Regions from separate parts of the Mus musculus genome. Here region 1 is linked to region 2. Evidence: chromatin contacts called from public Hi-C data. All regions are on one chromosome and are shown on one strand. The core of a region is the stretch at or near the end of the contact, and the rest is flanking DNA. Distances in the headings are between cores, read along the strand shown.

The links. Hi-C and Micro-C count contacts between places; a contact is called where the count stands out from the background.
Region 1: a Hi-C map of muscle stem cells shows a contact between it and region 2, with 1.9 times the contacts expected there. The contact joins two enhancer-like sites. A contact is called at or near these places in 1 of 15 datasets of contacts at CTCF or cohesin (the NIH/3T3 cell line), 4 of 484 Hi-C or Micro-C datasets (embryonic stem cells, muscle stem cells, nephron progenitors and 1 more) and 1 of 9 other capture datasets (embryonic stem cells).

What each region holds. Positions count from the first base shown.
Region 1 is chr19:58,421,129-58,425,983 of GRCm38.p6, reverse strand. All of the region lies in intron 4 of Gfra1 (glial cell line derived neurotrophic factor family receptor alpha 1), which reads left to right. Among named protein-coding and RNA genes, the nearest start is that of Gfra1, 32 kb to the left of the region's middle. Within about 2 kb of position 2,968, at least 3 of the 459 cell types and tissues checked have an H3K27ac peak or open chromatin away from gene starts, as enhancers often do. A contact at or near this core is called in muscle stem cells, where this site is marked.
Region 2 is chr19:58,315,536-58,320,374 of GRCm38.p6, reverse strand. All of the region lies in intron 5 of Gfra1 (glial cell line derived neurotrophic factor family receptor alpha 1), which reads left to right. Among named protein-coding and RNA genes, the nearest start is that of Gm10007, 22 kb to the right of the region's middle. Within about 2 kb of position 2,699, at least 8 of the 459 cell types and tissues checked have an H3K27ac peak or open chromatin away from gene starts, as enhancers often do. A contact at or near this core is called in muscle stem cells, where this site is marked.

The DNA.
Region 1 (4,855 bases), core at 1,719-4,218, 110 kb before region 2:
GCCCTGACATTGTTATTCTGGGGATGTCACGCTGGCATTATCACTGGGCTCTAATGTCCTGCCACCTAGAGAGGCTCACAGGCAATTATTTGTAAACTTCAGGTGATTCTAAATATGCAGCTTAGGTTGCAAATTACTGTATGTCCCAGTCCCTAGTTATTTTTTGTTGGTTTCTAATTTTTTGGTTATTAATTATGTAACATTTATTATTTGCTCAGATTATATTTATTTATTTATATTTATTTACTTGTTTATTTTTGGTTTAGTTGATATTTGTATACCTGTATCATTTTAGGTTACCATTCTGACCAAAATGAGATGCATCGCATTTTTACCGTTTTTGTCTGCCATGCATAGATTTCCAGAAACCTGCCTGGGTTATTGAATTCTTCGTGCGATTTTTAATTTCTTTGCAAAAGATAGGTCTTTTTCTGTGCCCCCTCCCCCACCCGTTTCTTTCAGCATGGGAGCTCATATCAAATATCTTTAATTAAAATGAGTTCATACTTTGGGGCCGGGTTTGAGGTAATGGCATTCTGTGCTTCCCCTTTGTGCTGTACATTTGAGCAGATTCTGTAGCTGGAGAATATATTCCAAAGTCAGCTATATCAGAGCTGTGGGAAGCATGCGTGTAGTAGGACTTCAGATGTTGCATAAGAAATCACAGGAAGTTTAATTGGGGGAAGGTAAAGAAAATCAATAAAAATAAAAGTGAAAGGAAGTTATTGAGAAGGGAAGTCATTTTTCTGGTGGACTTAAGAAAACATGACATGAGTAAGTTAACCCGTCTGACTGCAGAAACCTCCTACTATGAGGATGTGAGTACCTACTATGTGGATGTGAGTTAACTACAGTAACCATCTACTGTGTGGGTGTGAGTTGACTGCAGTAACCACCTACTGTGTGGATGTGAGTACCTACTATGTAGATGTGAGTACCTACTATGTGAATGTGAGTACCTACTATGTGAATATGAGTTGACTGCAGTAACCGCCTACTGTTTCTGAGGCACCATAGTGTATATTTTAAAGGGATACAGTGGGCCTGCTGACATGGTGCAGCCGGGCTTGCTGAAAGCCTGGTGACGTGAGTTTGATCCCTGGAAGCCACATGGTAGAAGAAGAGAACTAACCCCACAAAGTTGTTCAATGACCCCCCCCCCCCCACACACACACAAGTGTGCTATCAGAGGACAAGCTAATATAATAAATATAATGGTGCACAATCAAAAGAAGGGAAGATTTTTATACAAATGTGGCTTCTGAATCAAATTGAAGGCAGTTTACAAAGGGGTTCATTTTTAATTATTAAAAACGCTACTTTCAGATGCTGTCTTCCAAAATCAAATCAGGGCACCATTAATGAAACATTTTACTTGATTTGATTAGTTTGGGACAATTGACATTACTTGCCTAAGTGACTTTTTATAGGGGCTTGAGTTGGAAAGAAATGAGCTGTGTACAGTTAACATCTTCAAAATAAGCTTCTAAAACTTAAGCCTGAACCTCATCCACACCAGGCAACATCTGCGTGTGCCTGTCACCATAGACAATCACGTCCCTAAACATGAGCATCTGCAAATGGTTCCAGTTGCCAGTGCACAGGCTGGGTTAGGCCCAAACAAGACTGGAGAGTCGGAGCAATTATCTGGGAACTCAAGCCCCAAGTGTAAGAATCTTCCATTTGATATCTTCAGTGTTCTGGATATTTCAGTTACAGGGATGTTTTGATGAAAATCATCTGGGTAATTGCATGAGTTTTCCATTCTATTCAGTGTGTAAACACAGCTGTCCTGTGACTGACAACTTTACAAAATTCTCTCTTGAAAATAACCATTTTTTTCAAGATCATAACTGTGTATGTGTGTGTGTGTGTGTGTGTGTGTCTGTGTGTCTGTGTGTGTGTGTGTGTCTGTGTGTGTGTGTCTGTGTGTGTGTGTCTGTGTGTGTGATAGGCTGTGAAGGCTGGAGGTCAACATCAAGTTTTGTCTTTGATGTTTGAGATAGCGTCTCTTGGTGAGTCTGGAGTTCACTGATCTGGCTAGCTTGGCTGGCCAGTGAGCTGTAGAGACCTGCCTGTCTTCATCTCCCCAGGGCTGGGATTAGAGATGCACACCACCTGCCTTTTAAAAATGGGTGTGCTGGGAATCAAACTCAGGTCGTCAAGCTTGTTTGGCTTGTACTTTGCTGACTGAGCCTCTGCCCTGGCTCCTGGGATTATTAATCATCTCTTGATTGGGAGTTGGTGATTTGGCTCATATTTTGGATCCTTGGCTCTTCTGCACTATCTTCCAGTAAGCATAGCTGGTCAGCAAGATAATCCTTTCGTTCTTAGTGTTGAAGAGACTTCTATATGGATTGAATGGTGTTTCTAGCTAGTCTCTAGAATGAGCAGAACATGCATCTAGCCAGTGCTAATCAATCCAGCCCTTAGCAACAGCCACAGTCCCCTCCTGTGCTCTCTAATCACGGAGAGCATGGCGAATAGTTCCATGTGTAGAGACATATCCAATTTGACTGTCCCATCAATTCCAGATGGTACCTGTTTCTGATGAACCTCTATTCAGAGCCAAAGTGGAACCTCAGCCAACACAGTCTAATTCCATTCCCAAACTCATCTGCATCATGGGGTGTTGAGTATTACTATCCATTGAGCTGCCACTTGGATCAGCTGAAGATACAGATGTGGTCCAGAGAGTCATGCGGGGACCCTCAGCTGGAGGCTTGCGAGGTCTTGTGTTTTCCCATCACAGTGAAACCCTGAAATTGCACAGCTGAGGTTTGTTGTGACAGGTTTCTGTTCTGCAGGGCCCCTCTGTTTTCCCTGGTCTCTTCCAGGCAATTTGAAATGCTCACAAGATAGTTGGATGACGCCTGGGGACCGTGAACCTCTTGGTGACAGGTTCTTGGAAAGGTACACATTGGTTTTCATACCCCTGTTGTTGGTCTTAGGAGTGCTTTGGATTCTTCTGACAGAGGCTGTGGTCACTCCAATCCACAAGAGTATTGTTTTGCAAAGCCACATACTTTAGACATCTCCTGAGTTGTGAAATTTTAAACCATCCACTCTGGGAAAGAAAAATGAGTGGGCCTTAAGCAAGGTCTTGTTTGTGAGGAGTGGCTGTTTTCATTGTGTTCGTTAAGGCTCTTAGCACATGGCTGATGACAATAGATTCAGCTTCTAGATCACTGCTCCGCCATCTTTGGACGGTCACTTGACCCTAAAGGACAAGAGGTCTAAAGGATTCACTTGGTGTGTGTGCATGTGTGCGTGTGTGTGTGTGTACGTGTGTGTTCTCGTTCATGCATGCATGCATGTATACACAAGTGTTTGTGCATGCACTTGCCTGTATGTGTGTGTCCAGGTCAACTTCTGTTATCTTTCTCTACCTTTTTCCACTTTACTTTTTTGAGACAGCGTCTCTCACTGAACCCAGAGCTTGCATTTTGTCTATACTGGGTAAAGAACCTCCACAGCTTTTATGTGGTGCAAGCACTTTACCCGCTGATGGAGTCATCTCTCTAGCCCTCATTTGCTCTTCACGGCGCTTGGTCTCGGGAACCTGGTGGGAATTGAAGTCTCCGGGGAGATCATCATCCCTAGAAAACGCCTCTTTGTAGGCATGTTTTTGTGGTGGTCTGGGAAAGACAATATTCATTGCTGCCAATGCTCCTGTCTTCGTTTTCCCTGTGTGAGAGGGCTAGGCACTCCGGGCGTCAGGAAGGGTGAAGACGGGGAACTCCGTGTGATGTGGGCATGGGAACAGTGGGGAGCAGTGGGGCAGCTCTCTCACCACGGTGGGCACAAGAGGCAAGCACCTCAGGTCGGTGTCGGGGGAGGGGGGGAAACAGTAAGGGTTTTGTTCTGGAGACTTAAGAGTAAACCAGCTGCTTTGAGAAACTCAGTCGCTTAGATTTTCTTGGTGGCCTGATGGACAGACAGAAACAGAACACAAGCAGACAGATCCTCCCCATGTTTTATATCACTCCGTGGGAAACGGCAAGGCCACTTGCTTGTTGCTCTTTTCTATCCATCTATGAAGGCTACAGTTCTTTGGGCCCCACTAAACTCTGCAGACCACATAGTGACCTTACTATCCAGAGACCCTCAACCGCTGCACTGGGGAGATATCAAACAGGGCTCTATTGTGTAACACATTCAAAAACGTTCATACATTTGCTCGGAGTGAACTCTTCAAAAAGTTTGGTAAATCCTGGGGGACTTGCTATCAGCTTAAGGCTTCTGTTGTTATTGCTACACTTAAAAAATGAATCTGAAGTATAAATTATCTTTTAATGAAGAGCAGCAACCTCCTTTTGTTGGGGATGATACTTGTCTATCTCAAGATAAATAATCACTTTAATTATTATGGTGGCTTGGGAAACTACATTTTGCAAAGAATTTCATTCTAAATGTATGACAAGCTAAATTAGCATTTAGAAAGTCCTGAAAGGAATTCATTGTTGCATTTCGTTTTTATCTTCTATCCTATCAGGCTAGCTTTCTTTAATTGAATGTTATTATTTTGGACCTCATAATATTTGCTCTGGGTAAAATAACAATAACTCATTAGATCCACTGCCTCTGCATGAGATCAATAACAAAATTCCCATTATTTATTTTCCCCAAAGACCTTTAGACAGGGCACTGCCAGCGTGGTAAAAGGGAAAGGGGTTTTATAATGATTTACTTTAAGAAGATTTTTGCCTCTGATATATATCCAGCAAAACCCCTCTAGAATTGCACTGTAATATTTATAAAAACAAAAATGTGGAGAAATGTTTCCGTCGTGGTCTGCATTTTGATTCTTTGAAACTTGAGAAATACAAAGCTTTGTGGTGTCTAGAGCAAAATT
Region 2 (4,839 bases), core at 1,450-3,949:
TGCGCCCCCCCCCCCGAGTGATCCTGCACTTCCTGTCCCACCTATTATGGTGCCCTTGGTTGTTCTGTCCTCTATCAGCAACAGGGAGCTTCCTTCCCCCACTGAAGGTCTCACTGCTGACAGCCCACCATGGGTCTCTCATCCCTGGAGATCACTGGTCTGGTACCCTGCTGTTATAGAAAGCCCAGAAGCTTAAAATTGTTCTCCATCCCAGCTCTGTGTTTACATGTTCATACACTGCCAGAAGACAAACCCGGAACTCTTAACGATGAATTAAAACACTATGCCCATGATACCACACACTACTAAGACCTGGATGGCCCAAGGAAGAACATGCCACCGTAACACGGCTACCATTACTGACTCTGGTCTTCTCCATTCTAACTGGGCAGCTTTGTCAGCTAGAGGCAGTTTCATCCCTTCTATAGGAGGCAGCCAACTGAGTCCCTGCGACTAACTGTTAAGGGTCACACACCTGTACCACTTTCTCCCCAGCCACCTCCGTGTCTGTCCCTAAGCCATTATCCAGCACAAGCCATCCACTGAGAATTGTGAGAGGTGTAACTGATTGTCATTTGACGCAAACGAAGTTTTTAGGTGGGCATTAGTCACTGTGTGAGATGCACTCACGTCAGGTGGAAGTAGTCAATTATAGACTAGAGGTTTTATGGCTACATTATTACCGTCATACTATTAGGTTTTCAGCTGTAGGATTCTGTCGGATCGATCCGTGCCAGGACATTGATGGATAGCTTTGTTCTTCAAATGTCAAATATGTGGGGCTTCTGTACATTATGTGTTTACTGACACACTAATCTTGGGTAGATACCTTTCCCCTAGGCTGCGTTCAGCTCTTACAGAGGTCTGCTCTCTTCCCACAGAAGGCTGTTGAGGGCTTCCAATCACATTTGAAGTTTCCTTTCTCACCTCTCACAAAAGGACTGATGAATTATTTGCATTTTAGAGAAGTGCTCACTACACAGAGGAGATCTCTTATCTAAGTAAACAAAGAGTGAGAGACCTCCCGTCTCTTTATTCCCATCTTAATATGCCGATATCACAGTGAAATCAGTGATTGATTTCAGAGTTTGGCTTATATTTCTGGAACTTTGTCTTGCTGTTTGACTTTTCTTTTCTTTTAAGTTACACACATTGTGTGTGTGTGTGTGTGTGTGTGTGTGTGTGTGTGTGAGTGTGTGCCTGTGTGTGTGAGTGTGTGTGTGTGCCTGTGTGTGTGTGTGTGTGCCTGTGTGTGTGTGCCTGTGTGTGTGTGTGTGAGTGTGTGTGTGAGTGTGTGCCTGTGTGTGTGAGTGTGTGCCTGTGTGTGTGTGTGAGTGTGTGTGTGAGTGTGTGTGTGTGCCTGTGTGTGTGTGTGTGTGAGTGTGTGTGTGTGCCTGTGTGTGTGTGTGTGTGCCTGTGTGTGTGTGCCTGTGTGTGTGTGTGTGTGAGTGTGTGTGTGTGTGTGAGTGTGTGTGTGTGCCTGTGTGTGTGTGTGTGAGTGTGTGTGTGTGTGTCTGTGTGAGTGTGTGCCTGTGTGTGTGTGTGCCTGTGTGTGTGTGTGAGTGAATGTGTGTGCCTGTATGAGTGTGTGTGTGTGCCTGTGTGCCTGTGTGTGTGAGTGTGTACCTGTGTGTGTGTGTGTGTGTGAGTGTATGTGAATGTGTGTGCCTGTATGAGTCTGTGTGTGTGCCTGTGTGTGTGTGTGTGTGTGCCTGTGTGTGTATGTGTGAGTGAGTGTGTACCTGTGTGAGTGTGTGTGTGTGTGTGAGTGCCTGTGTGTGTGTGTGCCTGTGTGTGTGAGTGTGTACCTGTGTGTGTGAGTGTGTACCTGTGTGTGTGTGTGAGTGTATGTGAATGTGTGTGCCTGTATGAGTCTGTGTGTGTGCCTGTGTGTGTGTGTGTGTGAGTGCCTGTGTGAGTGTATGTGAATGTGTGTGCCTGTGTGTGTGAGTGTGTGTGTATGCCTGTGTGTGTGTGTGTGAGTGAGTGAGTGTTTACCTGTGTGGGTGTGTGTGTGAGTGCCTGTGTGAGTGTATGTGAATGTGTGTGCCTGTATGAGTCTGTGAGTGTGTGTGTCTGTGTGTGTGTGTGCCTGTGTGTGTGTGAGTGTGTGTGTACCTGTGTGAGTGTGTGTGTGTACAGGTCATTGTACTTGTGAGGAGATTGGAAGACAAGCCACTGAGAGTTGATTCCCTTCCTGCTATATGGGCTCTGGGGATACGCTTAGTGGTGCTTTTCCCTGCTGAGCCATCTTGGCCTCTCTGGCCCTTGACCTACCTTCCCCAGAGTCACATTTCATCTTCAGTTTTCTCAGATCCCTGCCTCTGAACTCTGAACCTCAACCACACTCTAGTCTCCAGCCACCTCCAAGTGTGGTCCTGTTGACAACACTGGGTAGATTGAAATCCTTCCAGACTCGTGTGAAGCTCTAAGGACAGACTCTAAAAAAATTAAAACTAATAACTCTTAAATCTGACATTGATAGCGTGATGTCTCTCATACCATAAACCAGCTAAAACTAGGAGAGATCATAATTTCCCACCAAAAAGCCAACTTGGCTTCCGTTTTCTTCCCACCCAAGAACTTCTAAGAAGGCACACCCTGGCTCACAAAAATGTCCTCTACCTTCACAAGTCACATGCCCCGACTTGGAGCTCTGTGTCCCTAGACCAGGTGCCACGTCCAGCTGTGGTTCACACTGTAACATCTAACCAGTGCTCTTGGGTAGGCTCATTAGCTGCTGCCCCTGGGGAGAAAGACACTGTCCGATCTTTGCTGGCAGCTCTAGACAGACATCTCGGCAGATTCTTGGGAGATACTCAGTTCTCATTTCCTAAGGCCAAAGGGCAGAAGGCTCGTTAGTACCCATGTCGGGCAGTGATTTGGTAGGAATGCAGTCCCAGAGATGAGACTCCTATGATTCTTCCTGTTTCTGAAAACAAAATCTCTCCCCACCCCCACACTGAGACAGGGATCCAGGACATCCTGAAGGGTAAACCTCCACTTCAGCTTTTCAGCCCTCAGTGCCTTCTACACAGGAGGGCAGTGTGGCTGGCTGTGCTGAGATGGGCAGTTTTTGCTTTTCCTGTGCAGGAAAAGTGCCCTCACCAAAGGGTGACCCTGTACCTCTGGCAAGTCCTGGGGTGCTGGGTGCAGCATTAGCGGTTGGCCCGATCCAGAGCACTTGCCTTGAAGGTCACTCTGATCTCTCCAGGCATAAAGCTGATGGAACCATCCTGACCTCGACTCTCACATTAGCTTCAGCCCAGAGTTAAATGGAACCATTCATGTGGACATCGCTCACAAAAACCAGCTGCTGTGCTACCTTTTCTCTGTTAGAAAAAGCTCACTTGGACGCTTGGAGGGATTTTCAGTAGAGCACATGCTTTTTTTTTTTTTTTTTGGCTTCAGCTGTAGTTTTTTTTTTTTTTTTTTTTTTTTTTTTAAACTCAAAAAATATCCTAATGGACAAAGGAGTTCTGGGTGTTGACATAGTTCTCAATGAACCCTTGATTTTTAATTTATATAATTTCCATGTCATCGGGAATATAAAAGTTAACATTCTGGTGTTGAGAAACTATGGGAAGCTCCATTGTAGAAGCAGCAGAAGCTGTGGCACCCATCTGCCTCAACAGGCGAACAGCATTTCATGGACAGGTGCCAGGCGAGGGGAGGGGAATAGGAGGGGGAGAACTTCCCTTCCTGGAAGTGGCTTGGTGCCCAGCACCACGAGGCTAGAATTGCATTTACTCTGAAAATCCCCCTGGGAGAAGGAGCTGAACCTTAAAGTGATCAAGATGTACTGGAGGTCCTGACTGAGGAATTCTTCAAATAAAAACACCTGGCTTTGAACAGTCTTTGAGCTAACCGGTATGGTCTTTCAAATAGGGATCTAACAAGGATCAGAGGGTACAGGTGTGAATGTATTCATTTGCAATTTAGAGCCAGAGAGTGGAAGGGGATCAGGAAGAGCAGGAAGACTTCTCATCAGCCCATTAAATAAAACTCAGTGTTCACCGAGCCACGCTTATCACACACAATCCTGCCCATTCTGCTGTGTTCTGCTTCTACAGCTCGGAGGAGGGGTGGGTTTCCGAAAACATGGGAGAGAGGGTTGTCCTGCTAATGTGCTTCACCTTAAGCCACCTTGAAGGTATGCACACTGTAGTCATCTGGTCTACCACAACTGAACTGTGGATAAAGATGACTGTCACCTGCACACTGCAGTCATCTGGTCTACCTTGACTGGAGACATGGATAAAGACTGTCACCTGCACACTGCAGTCTACCTTGACTGGAGACATGGATAAAGACTGTCACCTGCACACTGCAGTCATCTGGTCTATCTTGACTGAACTGTGGATAAAGACGACTGTCACCTGCACACTGCAGTCATCTGGTCTACCACGACTGAACTGTGGATAAAGACTGTCACCTGCACACTGCAGTCATCTGGTCTACCACGACTGAACTGTAGATAAAGACAACTGTCACCTGCACACTGCAGTCATCTGGTCTACCTTGACTGGAGACATGGATAAAGACTGTCAATTGGATCTTCCTGGGGAGATCGATGAAGGGCTGATGCATCAGAAAGCACCTGATAGGGTCCACAATCTGAAAGTGTGTCCAGAGCACACAGAAAGCCAGGTTTGCTATGGAGATAAGTGACTGTGGAGGCGGAAGACCATAGGAAAGGCTGATGCCATGGAAGGTCTTCCAGCTCCCAGATGTGCCTGTCAGAGTCATGGGAGCTGTGTAAAATATAAGATCTTAGAGCGTAGCCAGATTTGATAACTCCTGGAAAGAATGGTTGGACACTAAAATCTGTTTATACAA